2 separate regions of the Sus scrofa genome follow, and region 1 is linked to region 2. Evidence: chromatin contacts called from public Hi-C data. All regions are on one chromosome and are shown on one strand. The core of a region is the stretch at or near the end of the contact, and the rest is flanking DNA. Distances in the headings are between cores, read along the strand shown.

Region 1 (4,635 bases), core at 787-3,286, 250 kb after region 2:
ATAACACAAAGACCAATGAGGGAAATGCCAAAAGGCATTTCAGAGCAAATTGTTGAATACTTTTTACAGGGCACACATTTTACACGTATCCTCTCATCACATCTTAACTACAATACTACGAGGTAATAGTTATTATTTCTCTATACACTATTGCACAGATCAGGGGAAAATGGGCATAGGGACATCAATTAAATTTCCCAAGAGAGAGTAAGTAATAAAAGTCCAGAACCCGTGTCCTAACCATTAGGTAGAACTGTCTTCTGCCAGACATCACAGTACAAGTGTTTAAAATTGTCATAAACCAAAATAAGCACACATATTCTATGCATTTAGAACTCTTTTTTCCACTATGTTTAACACATAAAAACTATTGAAAGAGTGTCAAAATTTTTAGAAGATTCCATCCTGACACGTGATTTTGGCTTAAATTAGTGTATCTTGGTATAAGTTTTGAATGCAGTGTGTAATAACCATAATTAAAAGATCAAAATTGAAAAAAAAAATCATTACCAAGGCTTCATAGCCTAGTCCTAAACCTTCAACATGCTAGGTTAGTGAAGTTTTCTAAATGAATAGACCTAGAATACCAAAATTATCTTTGTACATAAAGCCTGTTGAAGAAGATACAAGGATTCATGTTTCAATAAAACATAACATCAGTGTTATGACAGAATCAGATTTCACATAAAGCAGAGATACACAGAACTATGGTTAAGTGCAAGTGTTCTATATTCAAACAGACCTGGCTTCAAGCTTGCTGTCTGACTAGCTCTATCTTCTTAGGCAAGCCTACTAAATTCCTTGAACCCTAGTTTCCTTATCTGTAGAAGAGGAATAATAATAATAATAATATCAACATTCTATGTTTTGTGAGAATTTAAAGAGTTCATGTATTTTAAAGACTCAGCCCAGTTCTGGCCAATAGGAAATTTGCAATAAATGTTACCCACTGTGATTATCATGAATAAATGTACCAACTTGGGTAAAGGGGATTTGCATACCCAGAGAAGTTAGTATGATACCTAACAGGATACTTAATGTTCTTTTTCAGAGAACCCACTCTGCACTGAATGCTGAAGGAACTCCCCACTCTCCTTTCCCTAATTGCTGCCTCAGGAACATGCTTAGACTCTAACAGTTAACAGCAGTATTTCCAAACAGAAAAGGGCAATGACATAACTTTGACCTGTTTCCGTACATCTATTTACATAACTCAACTAATGAGTATCTTACAAGAAGAAAGAATGACTCCAGTGGTCTGTAAAAATAGCCATGGAGACTCAGTCCCCTTTGTTAACTCACAATAGCCACTGATGATCTGATCATTTCCTCTAATCTGCATTTGGATGACTTGAAGTCACTTCCCAGGAAGTAAACTCATGACATTCATTCCTTCATTCCCAATTTATACAGATTTCATCCCGTCATATCAACAGCCCATATAGCCAAAGAAAGGGCTTTCTAACACATTGTTTCATTGGTGTTTATGTGTTTCTACCCTAAACAGACAGATGCAGATTAAGCAATGCGTGTCAATCCCATTATGAGGCTGTGAAATGGGCAGAAGTTTTGCTACATACACATGCAATAACACACATTGTGAACATCCTGTTTACTTGGCTCGTCCTCAGATGATTTGGCTGTGGTGTATCAGTGCATTACTGACAGCTGGGAATTTCTCCAGTGGAACATGCCTTTCCTATGACAAACATCCAAATAGCAGTGGGAACACGTGTCTGCCCACCGTGTCCATACAAAACAGCACAGTTCCTCCAAATGCAGAGCATGTTGGGTGCTCGGGTTTTGTTGGAAAACCTCTGAGGGGCCCCCAGTGACCTTTAGAGGCTGCATGAGATAATACATTCTTGGACCCCTATTTCCGGACGGCTTTGGGCAAGGTCAGGATGGCAAATATCCCACTTCCACAATATCAGATGTTACGGTAATTCCTTTTAGCTAATGTGTAAGAGCAAAGGAATGCCTTCAAACCTCATCTAGGCCCTGTGGAATCTGTTGAAAATGCATGACAGCTGTGGGCTTTGGCGAGGCTGTCTGTGAATGTATGAGATTTGGAAACAATTCAAAGCTAGAAATAACTGTACAACTCATAACCCTGCACCACGGCTTGCTCTCTCCCTCTCTCTCTCTCTTCCCATCACTCATTTCACACACGCTGTAGCTGGGTCACCATCTCATCCTCATGACTTTCATGCATTCTTCATGGCCGGGAACTGTGGGTAACATCCTCCCCGAATAAACACAGATGTGAAAAGAAGAAAGAAACAGGGGCGGGGGTCAGAGCAACAGAATGATTTTAATAAGGCACAAGAACAGGAAATTGAGAAAGAGCCTTTTTTTTTTTAATATCCAATTGGGAGTTGCGAAGCAGCAGCAAACTCACTTGTTTAAAAGCCCATCTGCAGTTAGAATCATCATCGAGCTTTCCAGTGATTTATAGAGGCTCTCATTTTCTTAAACCTGCGTTATTTTTAAAGGCTGTGACTATTTACACTGAGCTTTGGGGACTTTTACATGCATTTTCTGCCCCTCACCGTTCACTCTCACAACGAGAGTTTGCACTTCATGCTGTTGAGAAGCGTAGGATGATGGGGAAAGGACATAGGAGAAACGGGGTCCACTTCAAAACATTTCTAAAATCAAATGATGATTATCCAAATACCTCACTGATTCTGACGTCAAAATTCCTACTCTTATCATTTTGACTTAAATGTCATCCCACGATTTAAAAACATTCTGCAACCTGACTTATAAACAATGCATCCTAGGAAACACCGGCTCCTCTCCCATGACTTCTGCTGCTGCTAAGGACAGTTCAGTTGGCCTCCACACCCATGGGCAGATTGGTTCCAGGACCTCTGCAGATGCCCAAGTCCCTTACATAAAATGCTGTAGCAGTGGGCTCCATCTCCACAGATTCTGGTTGGCCGACTACAGATGTGGAAATCACGGTTCCGGAGGGCTGAGTGTATGTTTAAAATATGACCTCTTGGCACAATCAGGTTATTCTCATACAGTTTTTCCTTTCTAGCTAACCCTGGCTTTGACACACATGGTGGCTGTGTGTCAGTCATTAATAACACAAACTCTTAAACAGCCCAAAACAAACTGCACATTATCATTATCCATAGTTTGGCCAAGGTAACCCCCCCCAAGATGGAGGCTTTAAAAGTAAGGAATTAGTTCTCCAGTTAATAATATCTCATCAATATCCTAAAATGAAACAAAACCACGCATAACATATTTAAAAATAACTTAGGGCACGGAAAATAAGGTAAAGGGGGAAAAACAATTCCTACTGAGGGCATGAAAAACAATGTAAAGGGGAGAAAACAATTCCTACTGAGAATGGGCTGGATGCTGTCAAGCACCTCATCAGCCAGCTGGATCTATTTAAGTGTTCAGAAGTGGAGAAAAAAATTACTGGGGCTATCCATGCACAAAAACTAACACCTAACTTGAAGAATAGATTCCCAAAGAAACTCACTGGGGGACACAGATGCTTGCTTGGGGGCATTTACTCTTATATTAAGATCAATTCTAACAAGCTGGGTTATTTGGATTCCCAGGCCACAATGGATTAGAAACAGCACATTAAAGAAAGACAGTGCTCTGGTGGAGGAAAATGCACTGGCAGCTACCAGGAGCACAGCTGGCCAGGGAAAAGAACACCAAGATTCCCTATTGTGGCTTAATGGTAACAAATCCGACTATGATACAGGTTCGATCCCTGGCCTCGCTCAGTGGGTTAAGGATCCTGTGTTGCCAAGAGCTGAGGTATAGGTCACAGATGTGGCTTGGATCTGGCTTTGCTGTGGCTACAGCGTAGGCCAGCAGCTGCAGTTCTGATTCGACTCGTAGCCTGGGAACTTCCATATGCCTTGGGCGTTGCCCTTGAAAATAACTTCAGGAGTTTTCTACCAGAAAAGAAAACCAGAGACAGATTCTGCTTCTATCCTTTAATACCTAAGAATGGAAAATTGGGAAGATATTACTCTATACACACACATATACGCACTCACACACATACACTAACACATGCAACACTCCACACCAGTGACAGGAAGGGCTAAAAGGAGGAGTGTGCCTTCCATGTCAGTTTCACAGAGGGAAATTCATACAGTGATTTAGGCAAGTGAGTGACTAGGCAAGACTGAGGAGAGAGGGACATTTCTTGTGTAGAGCACTTATGGACAGTCAGCAAAAGGTAGAAATGCTTAGGGATTAGTTGTCTGAATGGAAAGAGAGCACTTGTCATCCTGACTCTCTTGTCTAGATGTCACATAACCTCTTCATAGCACTGAAATCCCCATGCCTCTTCATGACCATCAGGCAATACACGAGCCTAGCTCTCATCATGTATCTATGACTCTACCTGCTTGTAAACTCCTGCTGGAAATCCCCCAGTGGACACCAGCACCACACCCCCTTCTCCTAACTACCCTTTGCATTCGTTTCCTAGGGCTGCCATAACAAATGACCACTAACTGGATGGCTTAATACAACAGAAATCTCTCCTCACATGATTCTAGAGGCTGAAGGTCACAAATCAGGTGTCAGCAGGGTCCTGGATTCTGAAGACCCTAGAGGAGGAGCTTGCCTCCCCTCTTTCAGTCT
Region 2 (4,564 bases), core at 2,020-4,519:
ATTTGGTCTTTGATCTGCATTCCTGGCTCAGAGCTTCAAAAACCTTTGGAATTTCCTGAGTGATAGAAGTGTTTTCTGTTACTCATCACGAGCCTGTTCTGACAATGAGGTTATGCTAGAAAGGTGACTCATGGTGGGCCCAGAGAAAGTTCCAATAAAGGGGCTAGCCAAACACATAATAAGAGAGTTAGAACTTTCAGTCCCTTCTTCCAACTTCTGGGGAATAAAGAGGAGCTGGAGATTAAATGTAATCACATGGTTAATAATTTAATCAAGCATACCCATGTAATGAAGCCTCAACAAAACTCTTGAACACAATGGTTCAGGGAGCTTTCAGGTTGATGAACATATTGATGTTTTGGGAGGGGCATGTACCAGGAGGAGAGAGAGCATGAAGATCCTTTACCTCCTCCTCTATGTCTCATTCCTGTGTAGCCAATCCTGAGTTTTATCCTTTATAATAAAACTGTTATCTTAAATATAGCACTTTTCTGAGTGCTATGAGTTTTCCTAGAAAATTATCAGATCTGAAGGCACAAATTATTGTAATTCCTAAATTTGTAGCAAGTCATAAAGGAGCGCAAGTAGCCGAAGGACCTAGGACTTTCAGCTGGTTTCTGAAGTGGGGGCAGCTTTGTGGTACTGAGCTCACTAACCTGTGTGGTCTGTGCTAACTCAGGTAGTTAGTGCCAGAACTGAACTGAATTGTAGGGCACCCAGTTTGTGTCAATTAGTATAAGAAGTGGTTTTAAATCCTTTTAATCAATAAAAACCACCGTAAATGTACCTTTGAAAACCAGCCAGTCAGTGATGTCCTTATATATGAAAGTTAGCTAACTTTTAGTGGACTCCCTCCAAGCTATGCGTCTAAGACTAATATCACACTCCCACCTCAGTAGCCAACACTAATCATGCTTCTTTAACATTGACATCAACGCATTCCCTATCCCCATATCCATCACAACCCAAAACAAATCTTCCCCATGAATCCGTATGTCATCAGCCATTTGTTCTGTCTGATGTGATTATACCTGACTACTATAGCTCTGTTAGTTAAATTAGGCATGAAGAAAGCTTTTCAGCTACAGATACTGAACAGTGTCTGATGTTTTGACAATTATGTAAACTCTTTAATGGATTATGAAAGAGGAAATACAGCTCAACTTATTCTAAGAGGTCAGTTATAATTTTTAAAATAGTCAGAAAATGATAATACAAGAGGTTTACAGACCTGTTTACCTAATAACTGTATATGAAGAAATCCTAAACAAGGATTGGCTCAGCAGTTAACTAACCTGACTAGTATCCATGAGGATGTGAGTTCGATCGCTGGCCTTGCTCAGTGGGTTAAGGACCTGGCATTGCCCTGAGCTGTGGTGTAGGTAGCAGATGCAGCTTGCATCCTGCATTGCTGTGGCTGTGGCATAGGCCAGCAACTTCAGCTCCAATTTGACCCCTAGCCTGCGAACCTCCATATGCCACAGGTGCAGCCCTAAAAAGACAAAAAAAAAAAAAAAAAATCCTAAGCAAAATATCAAGTTTCTTTATAGCAGCATAGAAAAATAAAAATTACGGATGAGTTCAGTTTATCCCAGGTGTGTAAAGAGAGCTCCATATTAACATTAACAGATTATTTTAACAGATTAACATTAACAGATTATTTTTTGTATATCAATAAATACAAAAAATTGACAATAATGTAAAAACTTGCCTAAAATTAAAATAAATCTTTGTAAATTAGAAATAGGAGGCAACTTCTTCAACTTGATAAAAATCATTTATTAAAAACCTATTGCTTATGAAATTTAAAACTAGGAAGTGGAACAACTCTACCATAGGTAATATTCATCAATAGGTTAAGAAATAATTGAAGTAAATAACTTTTGAAAGTATATCATTAGAGATGCATTTCTAATAATGTTTTATTTGTTTAATATGATATATCAAATACTACAATATATTATTTTTGTTTGACTTCATGTTATTTTGTTTATAATAATAAGCCTAATGATAACTCCAATCACTTAAGTAAACCCAAACACTATTCACTCTTTTCTTTGCTCGGAGGAACAACCACTCTTTTGTTGCAATTACCTCTGCTGTGGCTTGGAAAATGATCCCAGGCAGAAAGCCAACATGAACTTGGAGGTCACTTTATATGTTCCCTTTCTTTTAAGGATCACAGTCCTGAGCTGTTTGGAGTCCAGTGCTTAAAAACAGTTGCTTCATATATTTTGCCAAGATTTATAGTTATTTGCTCAAAAGTAAGCTGATACATGTTACTCCCTATGACCACAAACAGAAATTAGCAATAATGTTTTTACATGTAACTCTTTATAAAACTCTAAAAATTATCATTTTCAAAATTTTAATTTATAATAAAAATCTTCACATACAAACCTAAAACGTACAAGTGTTTGAGTGAGTTATAGAGACTAAGATGAGTAACTAAGATTTATTTGTACATCTTTGTTTGTGATATAGATAAACTCAATAGACTCTGGGATATGACATCCTGAAAATTGGAAGAGAGGTCCCATAGTAGAAATTAAGATTTTGGAGCTATTGGTATAAAGGCTCATTTTAAATTTCTCAAAGTAGATTATATAATCTAATTAGAGACAGTCTATTATAGCATAAGAAAAGTACCTAGAAGCGAGTCCTGAGGAACTCCAGGGTTTAACTCTTATTCAAGGAGGAAGTACTGGAGAAAAAGACAAGGAATAAGGAAGAAAAAAGGAGAAAAAAATGGAAAATGCAGTTTATAGAAGCCAAAGAAAAATTGTATAAGAAAGATGAGTAGTCCACTATCTTAAGTATAATGAGATCAAGAAAGACAGACCAGGCGTTCCCATCTTGGCCCAGAGGTTAGCGAACCCAACTAGCATCCACAAGGACGTGGGTTCGATCCCTGACCTTGCTCAGTGGGTTAAGGAACCAGTGTTGCCATGAGCTGTAGTGTAGGTCGCAGACATGGCTCGGATCCCACGTTGCTGTGGCTCTGGTGTAGGCCAGCAGCTGCAGCTCTGATTGGACCCCTAGCCTGGGAACCTCCATAAGCCACAGGTGTGTCCCTAAAATACAAAAAGACCAAAAAAAAAAAAAAAGTAATAAGACCAAAAGGAGGCCACTTGAACTAGCAGTGCACAATAGCCTTGAGTATATTTAAATTGAGATGCTAAGTTTTCAGAGAGGAATGTAGAGATTCAGAAAGGATAGCACCACATGCAAGATTGCTTAATGGCACAACAGGATGTGGTCCACAAACCACATGACAAGATTGGCCTTAGATAGAGTTTTGGCAGCATTGCTTCTAGAGAGATTAAAAACAGCTTTCCTTAACCCTCTCTCATCCACTTAAGTGGCTAGATATAATCAAGAGCACTCTTAGCATCAAGTACATATTTATTTATTTATTTTTGAAAATCTTTATTGAAGTATAGTGGACTTACAACATTATGTTAGTTTCAGGTATACAGCAAAGTGGATCAGTTATACATATACATATATCCATTCTATCTCAGATTTTTTTACCTATATAGGTTATTATAGAATACTGAATAAATTTCACTGTGCTGTATAGTTTGTCCTTGTTAGCTGTCTATTTTATATTTAACATCAAGTACGTATTTTTTAAAAAGGGGAAACTAATCTATTTTTGAGTCAAAAAAGATGTTGTACTGCTACCCATGCTTCTTATTTTCCTACCCAGGTTCCAGTGCAGGATGTGTTTATAGTCCAGGATTTTTTCCTTGGTTGTCTTGACTTCTCACTGTTTTTATTTGCCAAGCTTCTGTTCAGAGAAATTCTCAAGGGTCAAGTTGGAGTGGAGGACGTTGTTCAAATAAGAAAGTGCCAACTATAGCAGTCTCATCCCATTACAATTCTTATGTAAAGTTTTATCCTCCTTTTATCCTGCCAGCTCCTTCATTTTAGAGAAAGTTAAGCTTTCCAATAGCTCCATCTCTACCAAGACTGTTGTATCAGAAGCAGAGAGCTCATTTCTCAGTAGTTTATTTCCAATTCAGGGAAGCAGAGAAAATAGTCATTATTGAATCAACAGATTTATACTGCTTAAGGAGACAAAATTTAATAAATAGCAGGAATAAAACCATTGAACTAGATATCTTTAGGATTCATTTACTGATTTAAATCAAACATGGACTTCTGTGTTCTCATAAGAAATATTCATGAATGATATTTTATGCAAAATGCATTTATCCGTCATACATTTGGTGATGTAAAGTTTAAGTGTATCCAATTTTATGGCTACTCTCTTCTTTATGAAGTAGAAGGAAAGATAATTTGCTAAGACCTAAGAAAGTTGAGACATAATGCTGAGCTGAGGGGACTGGGATGAGGTTAAAAGATACTCCCCCCAATTAAGAAAGACATAACTAGAAAAATATTGAGGAACTACTTGACATTGTTGATCATTAAGTCATATTGATACTAATCTACTGTCTGTTTTACCTCCCACCTTATCCACAGTGCTCAGTGGGCTGTTTTAGGAAGACAGAAAGCAGATACTTGGAATCATGAAAACTAGGATTTTTTTTTCAGG

Evidence for each region. Hi-C and Micro-C count contacts between places; a contact is called where the count stands out from the background.
Region 1: a contact with region 2 is called in a Hi-C map of embryonic fibroblasts, with 2.5 times the contacts expected there. The contact joins two enhancer-like sites. A contact is called at or near these places in 3 of 47 Hi-C or Micro-C datasets (alveolar macrophages, embryonic fibroblasts and fetal heart ventricle) and 1 of 2 datasets of contacts at active chromatin or transcription factors (skeletal muscle).

The regions. Positions count from the first base shown.
Region 1 is chr8:100,522,390-100,527,024 of Sscrofa11.1, forward strand. It overlaps a transcript of SPRY1 not described here. Among named protein-coding and RNA genes, the nearest start is that of SPRY1, 340 kb to the right of the region's middle. Within about 2 kb of position 2,037, at least 32 of the 83 cell types and tissues checked have an H3K27ac peak or open chromatin away from gene starts, as enhancers often do. A contact at or near this core is called in embryonic fibroblasts, where this site is marked.
Region 2 is chr8:100,272,267-100,276,830 of Sscrofa11.1, forward strand. No RefSeq gene overlaps it. Among named protein-coding and RNA genes, the nearest start is that of ANKRD50, 490 kb to the left of the region's middle. Within about 2 kb of position 3,270, at least 4 of the 83 cell types and tissues checked have an H3K27ac peak or open chromatin away from gene starts, as enhancers often do. A contact at or near this core is called in embryonic fibroblasts, where this site is marked.